Regions from separate parts of the Mus musculus genome. Here region 1 is linked to region 2. A link is a contact called in public Hi-C data. All regions are on one chromosome and are shown on one strand. Each heading gives the region's core, a stretch centred on a gene start, on an enhancer-like site or on the middle of the called end of the contact. The rest is flanking DNA. Distances are from core to core; before and after follow the strand shown. Region 1 overlaps Eng (endoglin). Region 2 holds the start of St6galnac4 (ST6 (alpha-N-acetyl-neuraminyl-2,3-beta-galactosyl-1,3)-N-acetylgalactosaminide alpha-2,6-sialyltransferase 4).

Evidence for each region. Hi-C and Micro-C count contacts between places; a contact is called where the count stands out from the background.
Region 1: a Hi-C map of the N1E-115 cell line shows a contact between it and region 2, with 1.7 times the contacts expected there. The contact joins the enhancer-like site here to the promoter of St6galnac4 in region 2. A contact is called at or near these places in 8 of 39 promoter capture datasets (the 3T3-L1 cell line, the C10 cell line, the HPC-7 cell line and 5 more), 7 of 484 Hi-C or Micro-C datasets (the N1E-115 cell line and embryonic stem cells), 8 of 115 datasets of contacts at active chromatin or transcription factors (the HPC-7 cell line, the NIH/3T3 cell line, the SCID.adh cell line and 2 more) and 3 of 9 other capture datasets (adipose tissue, liver and pancreatic islet).

The regions. Positions count from the first base shown.
Region 1 is chr2:32,660,268-32,663,995 of GRCm38.p6, reverse strand. The region is part of intron 2 of Eng (endoglin); the gene reads right to left. Among named protein-coding and RNA genes, the nearest start is that of Mir1954, 9.8 kb to the right of the region's middle. Within about 2 kb of position 2,020, at least 48 of the 459 cell types and tissues checked have an H3K27ac peak or open chromatin away from gene starts, as enhancers often do. A contact at or near this core is called in the N1E-115 cell line and the SCID.adh cell line, where this site is marked.
Region 2 is chr2:32,584,713-32,588,534 of GRCm38.p6, reverse strand. St6galnac4 (ST6 (alpha-N-acetyl-neuraminyl-2,3-beta-galactosyl-1,3)-N-acetylgalactosaminide alpha-2,6-sialyltransferase 4) reads right to left here and starts at 1,457. Exons shown (of 6, transcript NM_001276425.1): 1 at 1,308-1,457; 2 at 854-954. The coding sequence starts at 865.

The DNA of each region.
Region 1 (3,728 bases), core at 771-3,270, 75 kb before region 2:
GCTCTCCGAGAAGCATACTTAGTCAACAAAGATACCCCAAAACTTCATCTCCAAGCATGGAAAACAAACTGCCAAGCCAATGGAAATTTATTCTTATGCTAAACAAAGTCAACTTCAAACCAAAACTAGTTAAAGAAGATAAAAAGGACTCTACCTTTTGGTGTTGTTTGCCTGTTTATTTTTGAGACAGGGTCTAACTATGAAGCTCTGTTTGTCCTGGAACTATTGTAGACCAGGCTGGCCTTGTACTCAGAGATTGGCCTATGTCTGCTTCCTGAGTACTGGGATTAAAGATGCGGGCCACTATGCCAGGCATAGATTAATAAAAGAAACAATTCAAGACGATGCAACAATTCTAACTTCTATGCACCAAACATTGGAGCCTCCAATTGCATAAAACAAACACTCCAAGATACAAAGACCAACCAGGTCCTGATACAGTAACACCGGGAGACTTCAATCCTTCACTCTCCTACTCAGCAAGTCTTCCAAACTAAAAGCTAGCAAAGAAACTCGGGAGCCAAGAACAGTGTGGATGAACTGGACTTAACATACGGACAGAACATTCCACCCAAAGGGGAAGGGAACGCACATGTCTTCCTCAGCAGATTTTCTCAGAAACTTCTCCTCCAAGACCAGCCTTAGGACACAAGTCAAGACTCAACAAATGAGAGAGAGAGAGAGAAAGAGACAGACACACACACACACACACACACACACACACACACACACACAGAGTGTCCTATTTAACTGTGATGCACTAAACTATAAGCCAAAACAATTTATTTGTAAGAGAATTGTAAGGGGGGGTTTTGCTTCTTCCTTTAAATGTGCTAGGTTTGTTCTGCTTTGTGAAGTTATTGGTATTTCTTTTCTTGCTTTCATACAAGGTTTAGGGCTTGCTGAGTTGCCAGGTTCTTTCCTGTAAAGTATCCCACCGAGGACTGCCTGCTGTCCTTACTAATCATGTCTTACCTTCATTTGTGTCTGTCTCAAAATACCTACCTTTCTTTCTTTCTTTTTTTTTTTTTTTCGGAGACAGGGTTTCTCTGTGTAGTCCTGGCTGTCCTGGAACTCACTCTGTAGGACCAGGCTAGCCTCGAACTCAGAAATCCTCCTGCCTCTGCCTCCCAAGTGCTGGGATTAAAGGCATGCGCCACCACTGCCCAGCATCAAAATGCCTTTTTTTATTCTTCAGTGTTGGAAGATAGTTTTGCGAGTACAGTGTTCTTGATTCACAGCTGTTTACTTTCAGGACTTAAAAGACTTCATTTGATTTTCTCCAGGCTTTATGGACCCCCCCTTTTTTGATCGTCTACTACCTATCTGTCTGTCTATCCAATAAATATGTCCTCTCAGGGTGACTCAGTGCTGAAGCCGGGGAGATGATGAGAGCCCCTGTGCAGCCACCTGACCCTGCTACACCGGTTCCCTTCCCTGCTCATCACCTGCAAGGCACAAAGACACAAAGGAAGCTCCCTCTCCAGGGCCCCTTGGTCTCTTCAGCTTCTGAGAGCAAAGTGAGTGTGCTCATGCGTCCAGATGGGAGAAACCCAGCCCAGAATCCTCTGGGCTGCCTCCCCCAGAGCCAGCTCTGCCACTCTTCAGGTAGAGAAGAACTCACATCAGCCGGGCAGGGTTCTTTTCTGGGGACAATAATAAAAGCCACTCCCCTGCAGCCTGCACAATAGGCTCAGACACAACTGAGCAAGACACTCAGGGGTTCTGGGCACCCTGAGCAGGCTCTGCGGTGTAAGAGAAGGATTCTAGGTACATCCCTTCAGTGCTGCAAGTTTCCCACTGTGGAGCAGAGGTGTCGCCGGAAATGGGTGACAGAGAGGCTGTTCAGTGTGATACCACTTCTCAGAGCCACCCTGCCTTCCCAGCCCCTCACTGTCTCCCATGATAGCTGAGGACAATCAGTGGAGGTTCCCCTGGCTCGCTGTCTCCATGCCCCCTCTGGCTAGGCGTGAGTCAGAGCCTGGCTGGCTCCTATCTTGAGGAAGGAGCTCCCTGAGTTTGCCCAGGCCGAGGGCAGGGGGAGGTGGGGGGGGGAGCAAATCAGCAGCCAAACAAGCTTGGCTGCCTAGGTCTGGGACAGCAGAACAGGGTAGTCAGCTGATGGGAATCGCTGAGGCACCAGGCCTGTTCCTGTCTTGAAGGTCAGGATGTGACCCTAGGCCCCTCCCGGAATCCAGGCTCCGGCCTGTCCTTTGGGGACCCAGTGAGATAACCCCTGCCCAGCAGCCCCTAGTTTGTCTACAGACTTCCTCAACACACAGACACACACACTCACACAGACAGACAGACAGACAGACACTTCAAATGTCACTTTCCTGGGGTTCTTGGCTGCCACCACTCATCTGCCACACACACACACACACACACACACACACACACACACACACACACACAGGAAATCTGATGGTTATAAAGCCATGTGGGGATGGACGAGAAAGCCATCTTTCTGTGCCAGGGACTGACAAAGGAGGCCAAAGGTCAGGAGAGGCAGTGCCTCCCCCACTAGGCCTGTTCACCCACGCAATTGGCCTTTAGGCCTTTACACGTGCCATGCTACCTTGAACTTAAAAACAATTATTCTTAATTATGTGTATGTGTCTGTATGTGGGTGCCCATAGAGGCCAGAAGAGGGTGTTGGGGCCTCTGGAGCTGGAGTTACAGGCGGGTGTGAACTGCCTGATGTGGGTGCTGGGAAAAGAACATGGGGTTTCTGAAAGGGCAGCAAGTGTTCTTTGCTGCTGAGCGATCGCTCTCGCCTAACCTGGACTTCTAATGCTCCTGCATCTGCCTCTTGGGTGCTGAGCTACTCGCTGTTTATGAGATGTTGGTGATCAAACCCATGGCCTCATGATGGACAAGCACCCTAACAACTGAGCTCCATGTGCAGCCCCCAAATCCCTTCCTCTCTACAACGGGTGAGTATCTCCCTGTCACCCACAGCCTCTCATCCTTCCCAAGATGGCTAACTCCATCACTCACTCGCTCACTCACTCACTCATATCAATTCTTGGCCTGTGATTGGCTCAGCTTTACTTCCTATCTCTACCCTTGACAACAGCAAGCACCCTTGTAGAGTTGGTAGTGAGGGAGTGGCATGGATCTCGTTCTTGGAGACTCCCAGGAAGGGAAGTCAGTGCTCAGCAGGTCACAGGCTCTTGGTGGTCAAAGCACCAAGACTGACCAGGATCACGGACAGATAGGCCAGGAACTCCACGAGCCTCCACCTCCATTAGCCTGCCTGAAAATGGATCTTCAGTCTCTGCCTCTTCTCCATTGAGTTCGAACTAGTGTGAGGTTTAAAGAGTAATAAACTAAATGGAAGATGTTTGGAAACTGGGTCATGTCCAAGTATTTACAGATGAAAAATGGAGTCCAGGAGACATAGTAATAATGACAAAATTTATAACAGCCAAACTAGAGCTTTCACTGTGGGCAGGTTCTGTGTTCTGTGTTCTGCTTTCTTTATCCTGGAGTCTCACAGTAACCTGTGAGGTAGGAAAGATTATCATTGTCTCCATGTTTCCCGTGGGAAGACCAGGGTTCAGACAGCTTTGCCAACAAAGCGATGTGGCCGTGAGATTAGCTGAGGTTCAGATGAGGACTGACTGGCTCCAGACGCTACGTCCTCTTTCCTTGGTTTGTTTTCTGAGCAAACTCTCACTACGTTGGCCAGGATGACCTAAAACGTGTACTGTTACAAGCCATCC
Region 2 (3,822 bases), core at 208-2,707:
CAGTTGGGATGCTTCCGCTCAGCCTCTCCCACTTCTAGAAGAAATACACCGAAAGCCACTTGAAGAAGCCCTCTGGGTCGGTCACCTGGGGGTGACCTCCTGCACACCCACTGAAAGCACCCAGCAAGGTGTCTACCACTGTGTGCTGGGCCATCCATCTCAGTACCTGTGACTCTCAGAACTCCAGTTTTCTAGGCCCAAAGTCATTCCAGAAGAAACACTAGGAGCTAGCCAGTGTACCCAGAAAGGCAGAGGTGTAGAACAGCCCCCAGCACATCCTGCCAGGGGCCCACCCTTCCTTGTCTGTCCATAAGCCACATCAGTTTCTAAAAATAAGTCTTCTCTGTGTGGCCAGCTGTCCAGGAGACCGGGTTCACAGCTCCTAAGGCCTCCGGCTCTACACAACAACTGGTCTGCTGCCCACAAGGGACCAGAGACCTTGACTTGGGCAGTGGTAATTAACCTCCCCACTCCAGCACTCAGGGGGCTCACTGGTAAAGACAGAAAGACCAGAGCGTCACACTCAGTCTCACACCTCCCTCCCAACTAAGTGACACCGGGTTACTTCCATTTCTAGGTGAGAAAAACAAACTGAAACCAAAAGGGGAAGACACCGGCCTGGGGTCACACAGCCCCAGGAGCAGGGGGCTGGCGCAGAAGCAACTACTAAGGGCTGTGGGAGGGACTCCATGCTAGAGCATGTGCTTAGCATGTGCCTGGCTCTGAGTTTCATCCCCCGACACCAAAAGGGGTTAGGGGATCACTGTAACTCCGGGTGTGGGAGGCGGCTGTAAAGCTCTACCCAGGTCACCCCCAAATCCCCAGGCAACTTTTTCTCTTCCCTGTCACTTACCGGGGCCTTCATGCTGTCTCTGCTCTTAGCAGTCTGGAGGCTGCTGTCTCCAGTGCTTGGGATGAGAAAGGCTGGAAGCTGGTCCCAGGATATGAGAGAAACTGAGGCAAGGGAAGAGACAAATCCAGATCAAGAAAAACGGGCCCAGGAACCAAAAGCCTTTAAGTCTCCAAGCATGTGACAACGTGTCCCATTCTAAAGGCCGTGAGTTCAGAGACCTTGCCAAACCAATTCCCATTGTGCAGATGGGGAAGGAGAGGCAAAGAGGAGACGCTCTCGGCTCAAGGTCATCCATTCGGTCGGAGGCAGGCAAAGAAAGCCAGGAGCCAGGAGAACATCGTTCCCATCCATCCCAACTCTCTACCGCGGGGTGATGGAGAGGCCTGGGGCGGGCAGGATGTGAGGTTTTCACCCGGCTAGCTTCCACCGTCCCCTCCCCAAGCTGGGCGCTAACCGAACGAGCGGATTGGAGTGCGCTGGGGGCTCAGGATGCGCTGCTCGGAGCTCCATGTCCAGTGCGCCGGGCCAGAGGGGCTGGAACCGGGCCCCGGGTAGGAGGCGGTGCTGCGGCCGCAGCTTCTGAAGCCTGAAGCTAGAGCAGCGCAGCCGGGGGCGTGGGAGGGGCCTCTGGGAGGGGCGGAGGCTTTGCGCTCAGGGGGCGGGGCCTGCGCAGCGCCGGCTAGCGGCGCGTGGATGTCTCAGAGACCTCCGGGCTGGGGGCGAGGTCTCGACGTCGAGGGCGGGGCCTGTCTAGTTTGTCTTCCCACTCTAGTCCTTGTGTGATTGGAAGGAAGACAGTAAGAGAGCCACCCGTGTGATGGCTACTGGCCGTGGAGAATTGAGGTTCTCCATTTCTGAAATTACCCGGGAAGTAACAGGGGATAGGAAATGAAGCAAAGGCTTCAAACTAAGCAGCCCTGAGTTTCAGGATAGTTGTTGGGTTGTCAGCTCAAATGATGTGAACTTGACTATGAATATCAGATAGGCAATGAAGAAACGTGTTTTTGAGACAGGACCCCACATTTTTCAGGCAGGCTTCAAACTCACCGAGATCCAGCTATCTCTGCTAGAGAATTGGGAGCTGGGATTAGTGGCTCAGGTTGTTTTGTTGTTGGTGGTTTGATTTGGTTTTAGGCTTTCAAGACAGGGTTTCTCTGTGTAGCCCTGGCTTGCCTGGAACTTGCTCTGTAGGCCTTGGACTCACAGAGATCAGCCTGCCTCTGCCTCCCAAGTACTGGAATTCAAGGTGTATGCCACCACTGCCCAGCAGGCTGTTTTTAAAACAGCCACTTTGTATTGGTTATGTCAATGCAGCCCATGCCTGAGGCAGGTCCCTCCCCCACACCCCACCTTTCTTTTCTGTTAAGTGGGAAAAATATCCCTGTCCCAGTGAGAAAGGGCAGAGACAGACAGCTCAGGGCACCACCAGAAAATCGTACTTCTGCTTGGTTCCTGTGGCCGTCCCCCTGCCTGTGATCCTCTGAGGATTCAGATGGAATCCCTCCCTTTCGGCTACTTTCTGACCTATCACATCAAGCGCATTCCTGCCTCAGGACCTTCCACTGGCTGCATTCTCTAGTCACTTTCCTAGTGGGACTCCTTATCTCTCAGCTCAAAGACCCTTGCCAACATGAACAGCACACTACAAGTTATTATTTCAGACAGGATCTTTCTATGTAGCTTTGTGTTTCTGTGACAGACACTATGACCGAATACAACGTGAGGGAAAGGTTTTATTTCAGTCTACAACTCCCACATCACAGTCCATCACTGAGGTAAGTCAGGGCTGGAGCCTAGGGACAGGAACTGGAGCAGAGGGCATGGAGGAGGGGGCCATGGAGCAGTGCTGCTAACTAGCCTCACATTCAACTACCTTTCTTATAACCATCTAGACCACCTGCCTGGGGTGGCACTGCCCACAGTAGGCATCCCTTTCCCACATCATTAATCAAAAAGAAAAGAAAACAGCGCCAAAGACACACAACAGGTCAATGATAGGCAGCTCTTCAACTCTTCATCCCTCTACCCACATGGCCCTAGTGTGTGAATCACACAGTCCAGGCTAGCCCGGGATCCTTCTGTCTGAACCTCACAAATGATGGGGTTACAGGCATTAGCCACACCCTTCCCAGAAGGGCACTGTGGAATTATTCTGAGTCACTTCCCTGGTTCTCATGCCCATGTGCCCATTAGACTCATCTCTGTCTGGTGACATTCTCAAGTCGCCTTCACCACCCACGTGAAACCCGACAGGAACAAAATGAGATGAGCGAGCCAGGACTGCTGGGTCTCTGAGGTCTCAGGTGACTTCCCTCATAGCCTCAGGCCCTGCCAGGGTTCCTGGTTGCAGGGAGAGTTGTCACCTTTGTGGGGGACCTCAGGGCTCTGAGTTCAGGGTCAGTCCCGTGGGAGCCAGACCTCAGAAGATGTGGCAGCAGATCCCAGGTCCTACTTTGTCTCCCTGCTACCTTCCTATGTCCCTGGCTAGATACCTCTGGGTGGCATCAGAAGATGAACATAATCTTGCCAACCAAGAAGAATTCCTGCAGGTGTGCCAGCACAGAGAAATCACCCAAGAATACTCAGAACAGGCCATGTGTCCTGATAGAAAATGATAATTCCTGGAATGGTCATCTGAGGGCAGCCTCTTCTGCAACCAGCCCTCCCCTGCTCTCGGCTCACCCTCCCCAACTCCCACCCCATTAGCCACTTTTCAAAGTCTGGCCATATCTGGTGGGTCAGTAGAATAGAGCTATTAAGATGCTTTTCCAGGGTCCTGGCTGATCAGTCTTGGGGCACATCTCTCACCCCCTCCCCAGTGGCCCCACAACCCTACTTCTTCTTCTTCTTTTTTTTCGTTTTTTGTTTTTTTGGTTTTTTGTTTGTTTGTTTGTTTTTTTCGAGACAGGGTTTCTCTGTGTAGCCCTGGCTGTCCTGGAACTTACTTTGTAGACCACGCTGGCCTCGAA